3 separate regions of the Mus musculus genome follow, and regions 1 and 3 are each linked to region 2. The links are chromatin contacts, called in public Hi-C and HiChIP or PLAC-seq maps. All regions are on one chromosome and are shown on one strand. Each heading gives the region's core, a stretch centred on a gene start, on an enhancer-like site or on the middle of the called end of the contact. The rest is flanking DNA. Distances are from core to core; before and after follow the strand shown.

Region 1 (5,026 bases), core at 162-2,661, 310 kb after region 2:
CAATCCCTAGCTGGCCTAGAACCCAAAGATCAGCCTGCCTCCCAAGTGCTGGGATTAAAGGCAAGTGCCACCACTGCCTGGCTCCCCATCTCTCATAAAACTTAAAAGCAGGCTCCCTTATGTGCTAAGTAATCTGCATGTAGGGTGCTCACGTACAAATACTGAACTTGGAATGACATTCTAAGTCCACTTGCCTCCCCTCTTCCCATTCTCGGTCAGTCCCCCTGCTCTGGCCACACTGGCCTCCTTGTGGCGCCTCATGCACACCCGTGTAACCTCTCAGGGTCTTTGTGCTGGCTCCCCTTCTCCTGGAGCACCCTTGTAACTGCTCTGCTTTTACAGGTCTGCTTTCTTTTTCTTTCCATCACTCACCACTCAACACATTTGTCTGCTGCCTTCTCTCCAGCTGAAATGGAAGTCCTAGGGAGCACTATCCTATGATAGGAAGTCCTAGGGAGCACTATCCTATGATAGGAAGTCCTAGGGAGCACTATCCTATGATAGGAAGTCCTAGGGAGCACTATCCCACTCACTGATGTCCTTAGCACCTTAGCACAGAGTTGCAGCTCAGCTAGGTAACTGGAGTTTCCAATAAAATATGCAACACAATAGACGCCCATGAAAAATCCAAGCATGAAGACACTGACCCCGACAGTCCTGCTCCTGCAGACACATGCAGCTCCAGCCACAATCTGCATTATTAGTTAAGATGGCCTTTTTGAGTCAGGAGAGGTCACATAAAGTCCAAATGTCATTTCTATAGAAAGCATGGATGTGATCACACGGGGCTATACACCTACAAGACCACCATCAGCAGGCCTTCAAAGGGCAGCCTGGGAGACAGTGAATTTCAGGGAAACCCATGTTTCCCCTATTGCTACTGCTGCCTGATGTAGCCCACTAGCCCCATTCTCCAGTCCTATATGCCCTCCAACTGCTGTGCCTTTCCAGGAATACTAAGCTCTTCGGCCACAAGTAGCAGTCACTCATCATCCCATGGTTTCAAGGGTTAGGCCTGAGAACCATGGTTCTGTGTGTGCTCAATAAGAGAGGGTGGATTACAGGTCCCCTCCATCCCAGCCTGACCTCTGGCAGAGCCTAGCTGCAGCTCTTAGCTGTGTGGGAATCAGTTACATCTACATAGGGGCTAGGAGGGAGGAAGGGTCTGATTTGGTTCACACAAGATGCCTATGGGTGCTTGTTAGTCCCGTACTATGCATCAGGTACAAAGATGCTTAACCTGGAAATGTGTGGCAGTGGGGAACCAGACCAGGACAGGGGCTGGAGCCCAGATGAGCTCTACTCATTATAGGGTAGGAGGGCCTCCTTTCAGCCCAGGGCTCCCTGTCCCAGGCCTCTCAGGCCCCTCCCCCATCCTTGTTTCCCCCAGAGAGGTTTCCAGTATACCACAGTCAGGATTTTGCTGCATTCCTGTGAGTCATTCTCCAAACAAACCGTGTGATGAAGAGAAGGGATCTGGGGAGGGGGCGGGAAGATGGAGAAGGAAATAAGACCCCTCCTCCCTCCATGCACACAAGGGCCCCCTGGGAGAGCTAGAGCAGCAAGCTGGGTTTTTGTTGTTGGTTTGGTTTGGTTTGGGGTGTTTGTTTGTTTGTCTGTTTGTTTGTCTGTTTGTTTGCTTGTTTGTTTGTTTGAAAAAAGACAGAGTCATACTAAGTAGCCCTAGCTGGCTTGGAACTCACTTATGTAGACCAGGATGACCTGAAAATCACAGAGATCCACTGGCCTCTGCCTTTAATCAAAGGCATATGCAACTTCCCTCCGTCCTGGCTGGCCACTGAGCAGGGAACTTGCCCAGTGACCTAGGAGACCTGGGTCTCTTGAGAAAATGACCACACAGGTCTATGCCTACTAGCTGCACAGTTTCTAAAGGGGCTCTGCTCTGTTTGTGATGAGGCCAGTGTTGCCCTTGTATCTTCAAAGCAGCCTGTGTCCACCTTCTTAGCCCGGTTTCCCTACCTCTGACATGAAAGGGCAAATCTGCTCAAGGGGCTCACTGGTCAGGTGTGGCTAGACTCAGGCAGTCCAGCCTTTCCTTAGGAAAGGAGTGGGAGGAGTATCTTTCTCAAGGACAAGAGACCAGGCAGTCTCTGTTCTTTGAGTCTGGTCTGTTCCCCTGAGGCATATCAGCCACCACCTGCTCAGGGCTTCTTAGCAGGGTGCTAATACACAGGCCCTCCATTAGCAGGCAGTGCTGTCACATGGTGATCCCAGGTTGTGGGAGTGTGGGAACTGGCTGGGAGCTAGTCTGCACCCCCCACCCCTCACCCCCACCATACCCTTCTGCTCATGGCTCTTGCCCTGAATGAAGTAGGAAGAGCCAGGCCTAAGAAGCCTGGGGCACCCAAGCATATTTCTTGGAGATGTTGTTGGGGACCCAACCTATAGCCTCCAGAATCTCTAATGACCTGCATCACAGAAAGCCCCCAGGCAACCTGGAGGTCCCCAGACAGCTCAACATTCTCACTCCTTTCTGGCCAAGCTGTCCCTTACTGTTCTCAAAACTGCAATTAACAAAGCAGACTCCTACCACAGAGCCTTCCTTCCACTGTTGCTCCCCACCACCTCCACTGTACGTCTTGCACGGAATCTCAGCTCACCTGCTGCTATCTCCGCATTCCTTCTCTGGCTCCCTAATTTCAACCTACAAATGCCATGCTGTCCCTGAGCCCCTCTCTGTTCTCACTTTTATTTCTACTTCTGTTCCTCTGACATGCTCTGGACTACGTTCAACTGACTTGCTCACCATCCACCTCATGGTGTCCCCTCTACCCTGTCAGAAACTCTACCAGGCCACAGAGTACATCCTGCCCCATGCAGTAGGCCATAGGTCCACAAGTATCTATCTGATTTGTGAGTGAAACACAACTGCTACTTCAAGCCTTATTCTGAGGTGGCCTTTGATGACTCCTGAGATGAAGAAAAGGAACTAGAGAGGAATATATACCCATCTTCTCAGCATAAGCCTCCCAAATAAGGACTGGCCCACACCCTGATGTCAGCCAGGACATTGCTTAGGCCCGTGGCTCTCTGAATCTACATTCACCCAGGTCACTATGCATACAGAGATCTTCTCCACTGGTTTTCCACACTGGCCCTGGCCCAGCCTGCTACCTTATCTTCTACCTCAGCATGCTCTCCTTGCCTTCAACTCAGGGCACTGGTGCTCCACAACCCATGAACTAAATAAAGACCAAAGTCCCCTTCAGCCTATTATCTGTCACTTAGCCCCATCTTTACTGGCCAGACCCAATAATAGTCTGGTGCCTCCTGCACTTAGGAGACCAGGGCAGGAGGATCACAAATGGAAGCCCAGCCTGGGCTACAGAGTGAGATCATCTCAAATGAAAACTCAAGAAAGAATCAAGTATAATGGTGAATGCCTTTATTCCCAGTACTCAGAAGGCAAAAAGCAAGTGGATCTCTATGAGTTTGAGGCAAGCCTGGTCTACATAGTGAGTTTCAGGACAGCCAGAGTTACATAGTGAGATCCTGTCACAAAACGAAACAAAACAAAGAAATAAAAGGGAAAACGGGCTGGGGTTGCTGTTGGGTGGTGCAGTGTTTCTCTAGCTGTTAGAGGCCCTGGGTTCAGTCTTCACGAGTCAAGTGCAGTGACTCATCCTTAATGCCAGCACCCAGGAGACTGAGGCGGAGACTGCAGTGTGAGCTAGCCTAGGGTAGAATGTGAGACTAGTGAGACAGACAATGTTCACTGTCAAGAGGACAGGCTCTAGAATCATGTGGGAGGTGGGCCTCGGGCAAGCCTGGAGAGATTGATTATCTTCACTAGGCTAACTCGTACAGAAAAAGCCATCCTAATTGTAGGTGAGGTTTCCTGGGCAGGGATCCTCACTTTGAAGCCCTGGTTGCTCTAGAACTCTCTATGGAGACCAGGCTGGCCTTGAACTCACAGAAATCAGCCCGCCTCTGATTTAGGTGTGTGCTATCATGCTGCTTTCTAATCCTTATCTGTGGATAGGATGTGACCAGGTTCACGGTAGGGGAGTCATGAACAGTGAGTCAGATTAAACTTTTTCTCCCTTAAATTGTTTTTGTCAGACAGTTCGTCACAACAGTGGGGGGAGGATTAAGACACTTGGGGTTAAGAAGATCTGTTAATGATTAAAGTACTTGATTGCAAGCATAAGAAACTAAATTTGTATCCTTAGCATGCATGTAATAAACCAGTCATGATGGCATACACTTATAATCCTAGAGCAGAAAGAAAGAGACAAGATCCCAGGAGCGTGCTGGCCAGCCAACCTAGTCTATTAAGCAAGCTTCAGGTTAAATGAGAAATGGTGTCTCAAAAACTAAGGTGGTGCTGGGCGGTGGTGGCACATGCCACCTCCCAGCACTTGGGAGGCAGAGGCAGGCGGATTTCTGAGTTCGAGGCCAGCCTGGTCTACAGAGTGAGTTCCAGGACAGCCAGGGCTACACAGAGAACCCCTGTCTCGAAAAACAACAACAAAACAAAAACAAAAAGAAACCTAAGGTGGTGTTCAGTGTTCTGACGCAAACCTTTATTCCCAGCACTCTAGAGGCAGAGAAGCAGGCAGATCTCTGTGAGTTCCAGGACAGCTAGTTACATAGTAAGGCCCTGGAGCCTAAGGGGTAGAAAGAAGACCTATAGAACCACCCTCCATAGGGCAAGTGTTCAGAACAAATCCATATGCACGGGGTAGTAAGGAGGCTTCCTCTCACTGTATAGTAGCCATGACCTTTGAGGGAAGGAATCCCACCCTAGCTATGAAGTGTTTTGCTTGACAAGGTGAGGACAGGCCAGTGCCACTGAGTAAATACAGTTCTAACTGTAATTCCCATCATAAAAGAGCAGAATTTATAGTAGACCAGAGGGCTTGAAGTGAAAAGTTCTTTATAATATTCATAGTAGCATTGTGTTCAGACCCCACTCAATGTCTCTACTTTCCATTTAAGACAACTGAAGTCTATAGTCCAGAGACTAAGGTCACATAGCCTGAGAAAAGTTGGCCAACATGAA
Region 2 (4,559 bases), core at 1,226-3,725:
AAATTTATGAGGAATATATATTATCAGGATTGAGGTAATCATTCCTGAAAATGCAACACTGCCTGAAAGTATATACTGGGTGCTGCTTAGTGATAGAATAGTTACTTACATACTAGCATGTACAAGGCCTTGGTTTGCATCCCACATAACAAGCATGAGGTTCTACCTCTAGTGTGTTTGTAAGAGAGCGTGTTTATGTGTCTGTGTGAGTCTGTCTGTCTGTCTCTCACATACACACACACACACACACACACACAGAGGGAGAGAGAGAGAGAGAGAGAGAGAGAGAGAGAGAGAGAAATGGGGCTGGAGAGTCAGATAGAAGAAGATCCAGACCTGAATCTCAGCACCCACATGGTGGCTCACAACCATTCATAACTCTAGCTCTTGGGGATCCAATGTCCTCTTCAATCTCTTTAGGCACCAGGTACACATGTGGTATGCATATATACATACAGGAAAAACATGCATACACATTAAATAAAAAGTCTAAAAAATTTTACAGTATTTAGAGACTATATCTTTACATAATAACCACTTTTCAGTTCACTCTCTAGATAGGAAAGAGTCCCTTTTCAATGTGAAACCATCTAAATGACCTCAACACACACAAAGAGTACAAGATTTGGACAGAAGTAGACTGGGAGAATCTCCTTCCAGATGTGACAGCTGGAGTTGAGGCCAATGTCTGAGGTAGTACTGGCCACAGGTCCTTACCATTCTGAGCTCCGATGGTAGTAGTAGCCCTCTATGGAGGCTGCTGACTTCTGAAAGCAGATGTAATAGAAACCAGCAAAGGAAGCACCGCTGATGTCTTTGATTGTGTGGTCCGGGACTAGGAACTGCTCCTGCACACAGATATGGGACCAGTCAAGACCTTCCCTTTCCAGTAAGACACCAGAGAGTTCTAAAGACTGCTAGAAACAAAACAATTAATAACAAAAGCCCCCAAACAAGACAAAAAACCATGATCACATGGTCCTATTCAACTGCTGGGTTTCTGCCTGGTTTGGGGGTGGTGTTCACGGTTACTGCAGTATCCTACCTACTGTGGTAAGCCCACAGAAACATAGCTCTGGATCTAACCGACCAATCCATACTACTTTCCTGCCTACTTGCCTACCCACCTGGTACCTCTTGGAGACCATTGACAGAATAACCTAGAAAGAATAAATTTCAGTTCTGGTTCCCAGGACCTGTCACTGGGTTTTGATTGCCTCTAACAATGAGGTAAGCACATCTACTGGAGTTTCTGGTCAGACTGAATTAAGAATGCCCATGATACCTCACCAAAGCCAAGAAACAGCACCATTTGTGCCACAAAGACAGGCATCTGCCATCTAAACTGGCAACAAGCAGTGAAAGGCTATGCCCTTGCTCCTGGTCTCTGGGAGACAGAGTCAGAAGCCCAGGGCGTCAGGTGACCGGACAAAAGAGAAATTATCTGGAGACAAATCCACTGCTTTAACAAACTTTTTATTTAATTTTCAATGCTGGGATGAAACTCAGGACTTTGTGCGTGCTAGACAAATGCTCTACCACAAACACTCTCCATCTTCTCCAGTATTTTTTTTTTTAATGGACACTCTTTTCTCCCTTTTTCAACCTTCAAATATCATTTTAAAGTTTAATTTAGGGCTGAGGTCTAGCTTAGTAGTAGAACATTTGCCTAGCATGTGAAAACCCTGAGTTACTTCCTCAGCACAGGAAAAAATAATAATCTAAAAATCAGAGCTGGTGCTTTCAAGGATTTGTTGGTATGTTTCCCACTGTAGAGAAGGCTGAGGCAGGAGGCTCAGCAGGTGCTGGATAACAGAGTGAGCTAATACACATTGGATGGCAGAGGGACTAGAGAGGGAAGCTCGCTGTGAGCTATCCAGTGACTGTCTAGTGAAAAAATGATAGCCCATATCCAAAATGATCAGTCACAAAGCACAGACAGCAAGCAAATGGTACTTTACCTGCCTGACCTTTTTTGTTTCTTTTTTCTTTTAATTTTATTTATTTTATGTACATGAGTACTCTGTAGCTGACTTCAAACACACCAGTAGAGGGCATCAGATCCCATTATAGATGGTTATGAGCCAGCATGTAGTTTCTGGGAATTGAACTCAGGACCTCTGGAAGAGCAGTCAGTGCTCTTAACCGCTGAGTCGTCTCTCCAGCCCTAGCTGCCTGATCTTTATGAACACTGTAATATACTGTCATATTGAAGTAGCTTTCTGTCTCCTTTATTTATCAGACAATGGGGACTGGAGATGCTACGTGGACTTGCATTCATGTGGTTGTAGACAGCATATTGCCACGAGAGGCATAGGACTCTCAGGCAAAGACCAATCCATTGAAACCCTAGAGGGAGTCAAGGGCTCATGCTCCACTCCTGGCTCCTCATTTCCTGAGCTGTGGGAAGCAGAAGCCCTTGGTAGAGGATGTGGTTGGAGAGCAGTCATTCTGATGACATTTAAGCTCCTGGCAGGAACAGGACGCAGTGATGACTAGGTTCAAGCAGTTTCCCTGAGTCCCCAGAACACTTGGATGACTCAGCCTGGAGGCTCACAGGATTCTTGGGTGAAAAAAGAGGATACTGGTCAGCGGTGCCTACTGGCATAAATATGCCTGCTGCCCACTAAACAGCATAACCAGTTTACTAAGGTGTGCTCTGCAGCTACCACACCACTGGTGCTTACAAGTATGTAGGTACCCTGTCATGAAGACACGGCATTAAGCAACCAGCATGGAGGGTCCCTGTGGGGAGGGCATAACCTGCAAGAAGAAGTGTGTGTGGGTGCTCTAGAATCTGGCATATGGGTGTTTCGGGAGATGGCCTGGGCAGAATCTTACCTTCCACCTCATGAAGACATAATCCCCATTTTTCAGTTCTTCATAATCAAAGTCGTCTGAATTAAATGATTTTGCATACTGATAAAAAGCCAGAAACTTGCCCTAAAAACAACAGAAAGAAGAGTCTCAGTGATCCATACAAGGAAAGGTGGGTGTCTGAGCTCATGAGAGGACAGCTAGATGGACAAAGAGCTACTTGATTGTGTGCCCAGTAAACACAGCCAGTGGATAAGGTCTAAAGGGTGAGAATGGGCACAGTTCTAGAGTACCCCATCAGAACATATAAAGTAAAAATGGACTAGTGGGACTTCAGCAAAGAAATATAGAGTGGCGCTGGGCATGGTGGCACACACCTTTAATCCCAAACCTCAGGAAGTAGAGATCTCTCTGAGTTCAAGGCCTACCTTGTCTACATAGTTCCAGGCCAGCCAGAACTACATAATGAGACCCTGTCTCAAACACAACAAAACAAAAATACGGATGGGCGAGGACTGTCAAGGTAAGTCCCAGCACTGGGAAGGCTGGAGATAGGAGGATCAAGAGCACAGTGTTATGTTCAGCTACACAGGGATTCAACGCCAGCCTAGAATACATAGCTTACAAAACAAAATGGTGTTGGACAAGGGAGTATGTGACTTTCCTTTTTTCTTTTCTTTCTTTCTTTTTTTTTTTTTTTTGGTTCCTGGCTGGCGTGGAACTCAGAGAACCGCCTGCCTCTGCCTCCCAAGTGCTGGATTAAAGGCGTGCGCTACTACACCTGGCTGGTAGTATGTACTTTTAATTCTAGTATACGTGGGAGGTGGAGTCAAGAGGATTCCTGAGTTCAAGATTAGTTTGGTCTACATAGTAAGTTCTATACCAGCCAGGGCAACAGAGAAGTTCTGTTTTACCCAAACAAAAGACAAACACAAACAAAGGGACTGAGGAGATGGCTCAGTTGGTAAAGTACCTTGAGCTTAGATCCCTAATGCCCACATAAAAGCCAGGAAGGATGTATACACCTACAATGCTAGAGTTGCTCTCAGTTTAGAGAGAGACTGCCTCAAAAAAATGTGCAGAACTATAGAGGAAGATATCTGGTGTCGACCTCTGGCTCTATGTACATGCATAGCCACACCCTCCTACAAGGAACCTATACACTGTCTATCTATCTACTTATCTATCTGCAGACATAAAATGAATAGGACTAGAGAGTTGACTCAGTGGTTAAGGAAATTTTTGCTCTTGCATAAGCAAAGACCCAGGTTTGGTTCCCAGCACCCACACACATACATGCAGGCAAAACATTCAAGACACATAAAATAATAAATCTAAAACAAAACGCAAAGAACCAACCAAACAAAAGCAAAGAAGAGTCATTCTGGGACACTCTGTAACAGCATGTCCAGAGCTAGGCATGGTAGTAGACATACATAATTGCAGCACATGGGAGGCTGAGACAGGAGTAATCCAAGTTCAAGGACTGCCTAGACAACAAATTGAAAGAGTGCCTGTCCAATAGAGAAAAGTGGTTAAGGAAAGCTGGTTCTTATGGTTAGACATGAGGCTTGTGCCAGATATTCAGGTAGCAACTGGAACAGGCTAATAACGTAACTTAATAACGTAACTTAGAGAGAGAGAGAGAGAGAGAGAGACACCAGGTGTGGTGGCACATGCCTTTAATCCCAGCACTCAGGGGGCAGAGGCAGGAGGATCTCTGTGAGTCTGAGGCCAGCCTG
Region 3 (4,922 bases), core at 2,046-4,545, 350 kb after region 2:
TCCCAGCCTCCAATCCTCAGGTCAGTTGTAAACAGGCCCCAGAAGCCCCTCTGGGTGGCAGAGAATGCAGGCACAGGGCTGTGAGATGGAGAGAGAAGGGAGCAGGGGCAGGGATCTGGGATGTGGGGAAGAGAAGGGATGGCAGGAAGGATGGGGAGGGAGGCAGTGAGGACCAGGAGGGTCACCATAGTAACAGGAGCTGGCTATGCTCCGACCTGAGTCTGAGCCGCCACCAGGGAAGGAGATAAAAGGTTTTCTATTGATCCCCATCAGGAAAGCCGTCTGTGATAAGTTGGCTGGAAGGGCAGCTGTTCGGGTGTGGATGAGGTGGCTGCACATACTTGTACTAGTGCTATGTTGTGCCCCAGAGGCTGGGGTCAGACTGTGGGGAGGTGAGCCCAGAGCCAGGCATTTGGATGGGTCAGCTGCATTCCTGTCCTTGGGCCACCTTTGTTCGAAACGTATTCTGCAGTGGATGCCTAGGTGGAGATACAATAATCAAAGCAAAAAGCACTATTCCTTCAGGGAGCCGACACTCTAATGGAGTCAGCAGTGGGGGAGACAGACAAAACAGATGAATGAATGGCTGCGGATGATTGTATCTGTTGGGAGATGCTGAGGAGAGGGAGGACAAGCAGGCAGCCAGCAGCGGTGAGCTGTGAGCCGGGAATGCACTCAGATCAAAGCTGGGGATAGCATGTCCACAAGAGGTCCCAGGACACGGGTGCGTGAGGAGCAGGAAGGGGTCTATGGAGCTGCAGTGGGGATGGGGGTGACAAGGACAAAAAGGGTCAGGAAAGGCCTGGGTGGCTGCAGTGACGGCCCTAGCTCCGGCTGAGTGAAGATCTTGGCCCTCCTGGCATCCGGGCCCCCACCCACCGTCAGAACTTCCTGGTGCTAACTGACTCCTGTGGAGACAACAGACATGGGGCCAGGGTGGGACTGGGTCATGCAGGCATAGAAATGGTCTGGCTGGGGTGAGAGACTTGCCTCTGAAAAGCTTTAACTTTCAAATGTAGTTGGACAGTTGAATGCATAAGATTTCCCTAAGTGTGATGAGAATAGGCACAGGGCACTGCCCAGGTCTCACAGCCCAGTGACTGGCATTGAGCCTGCATGAGGCAGTACCAGCCTGTCTAACTGCTGGAGACCCAGGTATGCCCAGGCTGGCTCAGAGACAGCCACCATCAGAGGCAAGAATGGCACCCCCCCAGGCTCCTATTCAGGGCCCTACCCCATTCTTACATTTCTAGTAATATGGGTGCCCTCAGCCACTCAGATTCCCCACCCTGCTCATCCCTGGGGGAGTAGATAGGAGGGAGGTAGACAAAGGGAGGCTGGGGTTGAGGCAGCCCTTAAGCGATATTAGTAGTATGAATGTGGAACTTAGCTAGGACATTCCCTGCTAAACTCCCGTGGTTGAGGACATACAGTGCTAGAGTTTGTCCTGTACCTGCGAGAAGAAACCAAATCAGAATGCACCGCAAGGCATTTTCTTCTTGAAGCCAGAAGGAACCTAACCAGTTCATTTAGCTCTCAGCCTCTATCTTCCTGCACTTCCTCCAGGGGTGGGGGGTGGGGGGCTCCTAGCCTAAGGCCCCAAGAAAGTGAGTGCTTGAGTCAACCCAAGAGGCTCCCTTGCTGCCAGCTCTTGCTATGTGACTGGAATTTGTCACTCCACTTATCTGAGCAGACACCTCGACCCTCTAGCACAGCGGCACTAATGAGAACTGCCTGGTGGTGTTGTTCAAAGAGAAGCAGCACAGAGGACTCGGCCAGCTCTGGTTTTCTGATGTGCCAAGGAAGGCCACATTGGTTTGAGTGAGATGGTCCCCAGAGTCTCAGACATTTGAACACGTAGTCTCCAAGTTGCTGATGCTGTTTGGGATGGCTCAGGAGGTGTGGTCTTGTTGCAGGAAGTGTGTCCCTGGGGGTGGCTTTTGAGGTTTTATTGCCTTGTGCTATCCCCCAGTTCACTCTCTCTGCCTCCTGCCTGTGGTACAAGGTGTGTGTCCTCAACGCCCTGCCCCCGCAGCTGTGCCACTTTGGGAATCATGAAATCTAAGCCCCCCTGAACTGTAAGCTCAAACCCTTTCTTCTATAGATGGTCTTTGTCATGGTGTCTCATCACATCGATAGAAGACTAACAAAGGGCAGAGGAGAGGAGACTCTTAGGACTCTGCACGGTCCCCTCTGGACCTTGTCTCAGTCCCTTATTTCTCTGAAACCTCATACATCTGGGAGCTCTTACAGGCCTGGGACCACAGACTCATGAATCTATGCTGTTGTGGTCATGGAGTCCCTGAGGTCTTTTGCTGTATATGCCTCCCTGGGTTATCCGATCACAGCTACAGAGAGTACAGGGAGACGGCTATGTAAGATCCAATGTAAGATCCAGAGTCCTCCCTTATGTTGTTCATAGCCACAGGCCTAAAAAACAAGAAGCAGCCATGCCTGAGCCCAGAGATGTCTCCTTCTGCATCAGGTCTTTGAAGACATGATTAAGGGTCTTGAGACAGGGATGAATCTTGAGGTTTGGAGGCTCCCGAATGTTATTCTAGGGACTTCATAAGAGACAGGCAGCAGGGTACAGAGACACAGACGTGTGGTGTCGGCACCCTGGGAACAGCAGCAGAATCATAGGCAGAATTGAGCTCAAGACCGTTTGGGCTTCAGAGGGAGACGGTGTCTCAGAAGGAGAGCAGAACGCTTACCTGGCAGGGGACACCATGAGCACAAAGACAATGTCCTCAGGGTGAGCCTTGTCCACCGTGTTGCCCTCGAGGTCACCCAGATGTGGGAAACGAGACTGCAGGGTTTGTAGTCATGGAGTATGTATGGATACACAGACAAACAAACAATAGAGGGGGATGAAGGGGAGAGAAGGGCAGAAGGAAGCTTGGCACACAGGAGGCCACGTGGCTGCCTGGGCAGGATTGGGAATGAGACAGCCATGGGCAAGGAACACTGGGTAGGAAGCAGAAACTGGGCGTGGCCAGCACAAGTTAACTCGGAGTCTCTGCCAGGAGCAAGGCCCTGCTGCTGCCACATTGGTTTCTGTCCCTCGACACCAACCTTGTGTTCCTGCTCTTCGTGACTGTGAGGGAACGAATCTCCTGCTATAAAACACCAAATGCAGAGTTTTCTCAGCAGCCAGGGAAAGTTAGAAACAAGAACACCTACACAAACTCCTTCATTTTAGAATTTCTTGCCTACTATCCTGGACTCCTCCCACAGCTGGGGCATGTGAGTAGGCAGGGTGAGTGTGGGCCATTAGTTCTTGCAGAGCAGTGGGGACTCAGACCGTGGGAGTCATCTGGAACGGCACAGGAAAGGGAAGTGGTAGGATCTGTGGCCCGGAGTATGCTGTGATCCGAGCTGCTGGGCCAGGCACTAAAGAGGTGACCTGTGTGTGGCTGCACATGGGCTCTGGGCACAGAAGTGGGGAACAGGAGTGGGGCTACCCGGTATATCCTTAACAGAAAGCTCAGACATACCAAGAACACCCTTATTCTCTTTAAATCAACCTATGCCCTGCTCTAAGGAACCTCCTGTCATCCCTATTTGTTAGTGGGAAACTGAATCTTGGCCCTTAAAAGTTCCATCCTTCACCTCAAGTAATACAGATATCCTGGGGGTTATCTGACCACACCCTCTTCTGACAAGGCTGGATTAGGCCTGGTGGCCACCTCTTCCTGGAAGGTGAAAAACTTCTAGAAGTCCTTTAGAGAGGAAATGCAAGTAGCTGGGCCTGCTCAAAACTGACTTGAGGATAGGAATGGGCAAAAAGTGAGCAAAACTGAAATTAAAATCAAGTGTTCATTTAGACCCTAGGGTTCCACCCTCTATATGGTACCATTAGCCACGTGTGGGGGCTATTTACATTTTGATTAATTAAAAATAATAAAATGTAGACGTTTGTCCACTCTAGCCACATCTTGGGGCCCATCAGATAAGTATAGCTACTGTTAGTGACATCACTCCATCACTCCAAGTTCTGAGGGGCTGCAGGGTCCCCCGACCCAGGGATCCCGTTGCTCAGGGGTGTCCTGCTACAATAGACAGATGAGAACAGGCATGTCTCTAGCTTTATAGATAGGCCACATAAGGGTCAGACCTAGAAGGCAAGCTCCCAAAGGCCCTTCCCTGCAGAGGGAATCCTTAGAGCCACAGCAGTTCCTGGATTCCAATGTGTCCGGGCAAGTGCTCACCTTGTGACTTCCTGCAAGTTGCCACCTGTGTCAACTTCTGTACCAACTAATTTTGGGAAATGTCCTGACGTGTCAGAGGTAGCCCTTCCCAAGAGCTCTGTTTCCCAGCTCTTGGGATGGAGCTGCTACAGGCTTTCCTGAGTCAGTACTTGTGACATGCTCAGGATTTACACAGTAAGGGACAGCATAGTCCCCATGTCTCAAAGGTGACGGTGTTCAGCACAGAGGAGCCACACCACACTGTTTCTAAGTGGCCACTGATTCTCAAGACTTCCCAGAGGTCCTAGCTGGAACTCCTTACATTTGGACTTCCCAATTATTCAATCTTGCTTTGTGTGGCCCTGAGCCAATGACTTGTGAGCCTGGGGATGTGAGGACTACACAGGGCAGGCAAGCTGGTCCAAACACAGACAACAGCCAGAAAAAAAGATGCATGGGGCCAGAGGCCTGGATCCAACTGTGCCTGAAGCTAGTAACTTCCTTCGCTTGTGTGTGTATGGGTACACATAGATACACACAGACAGAGACACAGACAGAGACAGACACACACATTCACACGTGCACACTAGTTGCAACTCAAAGAATATTTTTAAATTAAATTAAATTTTTTTGCAAAGTCAGCCGAGCCAGCAGTCTCCTCATCTTTGGTCTTTCCCACAGCAGCTCCGACAGCCTTCCCTCGCTCGGACGCTCAGGATGGGGAGCTTACAG

What was found. A called contact is a pair of places that touch in the nucleus more often than the background predicts. HiChIP or PLAC-seq counts read pairs in DNA pulled down with a chosen protein or histone mark.
Region 1: an H3K27ac HiChIP or PLAC-seq map of epiblast stem cells shows a contact between it and region 2. The contact joins two enhancer-like sites. A contact is called at or near these places in 1 of 39 promoter capture datasets (neural stem cells), 1 of 484 Hi-C or Micro-C datasets (regulatory T cells) and 2 of 115 datasets of contacts at active chromatin or transcription factors (PVALB interneurons and epiblast stem cells).
Region 3: a contact with region 2 is called in a Hi-C map of bone marrow-derived macrophages, with 21 read pairs. The contact joins two enhancer-like sites. A contact is called at or near these places in 3 of 39 promoter capture datasets (hippocampal neurons, liver and stem cell-derived epiblast-like cells), 3 of 484 Hi-C or Micro-C datasets (CD4 T cells, bone marrow-derived macrophages and regulatory T cells) and 8 of 115 datasets of contacts at active chromatin or transcription factors (astrocytes, embryonic forebrain, embryonic hindbrain and 5 more).

What each region holds. Positions count from the first base shown.
Region 1 is chr11:60,124,401-60,129,426 of GRCm38.p6, reverse strand. All of the region lies in intron 1 of Rai1 (retinoic acid induced 1), which reads right to left. Among named protein-coding and RNA genes, the nearest start is that of 4930412M03Rik, 12 kb to the right of the region's middle. Within about 2 kb of position 1,411, at least 66 of the 459 cell types and tissues checked have an H3K27ac peak or open chromatin away from gene starts, as enhancers often do. A contact at or near this core is called in epiblast stem cells, where this site is marked.
Region 2 is chr11:60,434,732-60,439,290 of GRCm38.p6, reverse strand. Gid4 (GID complex subunit 4, VID24 homolog) reads right to left here. Exons shown (of 6, transcript NM_025757.4): 4 at 2,842-2,943; 5 at 718-848. Among named protein-coding and RNA genes, the nearest start is that of Drg2, 18 kb to the left of the region's middle. Within about 2 kb of position 2,475, at least 52 of the 459 cell types and tissues checked have an H3K27ac peak or open chromatin away from gene starts, as enhancers often do. A contact at or near this core is called in bone marrow-derived macrophages and epiblast stem cells, where this site is marked.
Region 3 is chr11:60,089,639-60,094,560 of GRCm38.p6, reverse strand. No RefSeq gene overlaps it. Among named protein-coding and RNA genes, the nearest start is that of Rai1, 13 kb to the left of the region's middle. Within about 2 kb of position 3,295, at least 65 of the 459 cell types and tissues checked have an H3K27ac peak or open chromatin away from gene starts, as enhancers often do. A contact at or near this core is called in bone marrow-derived macrophages, where this site is marked.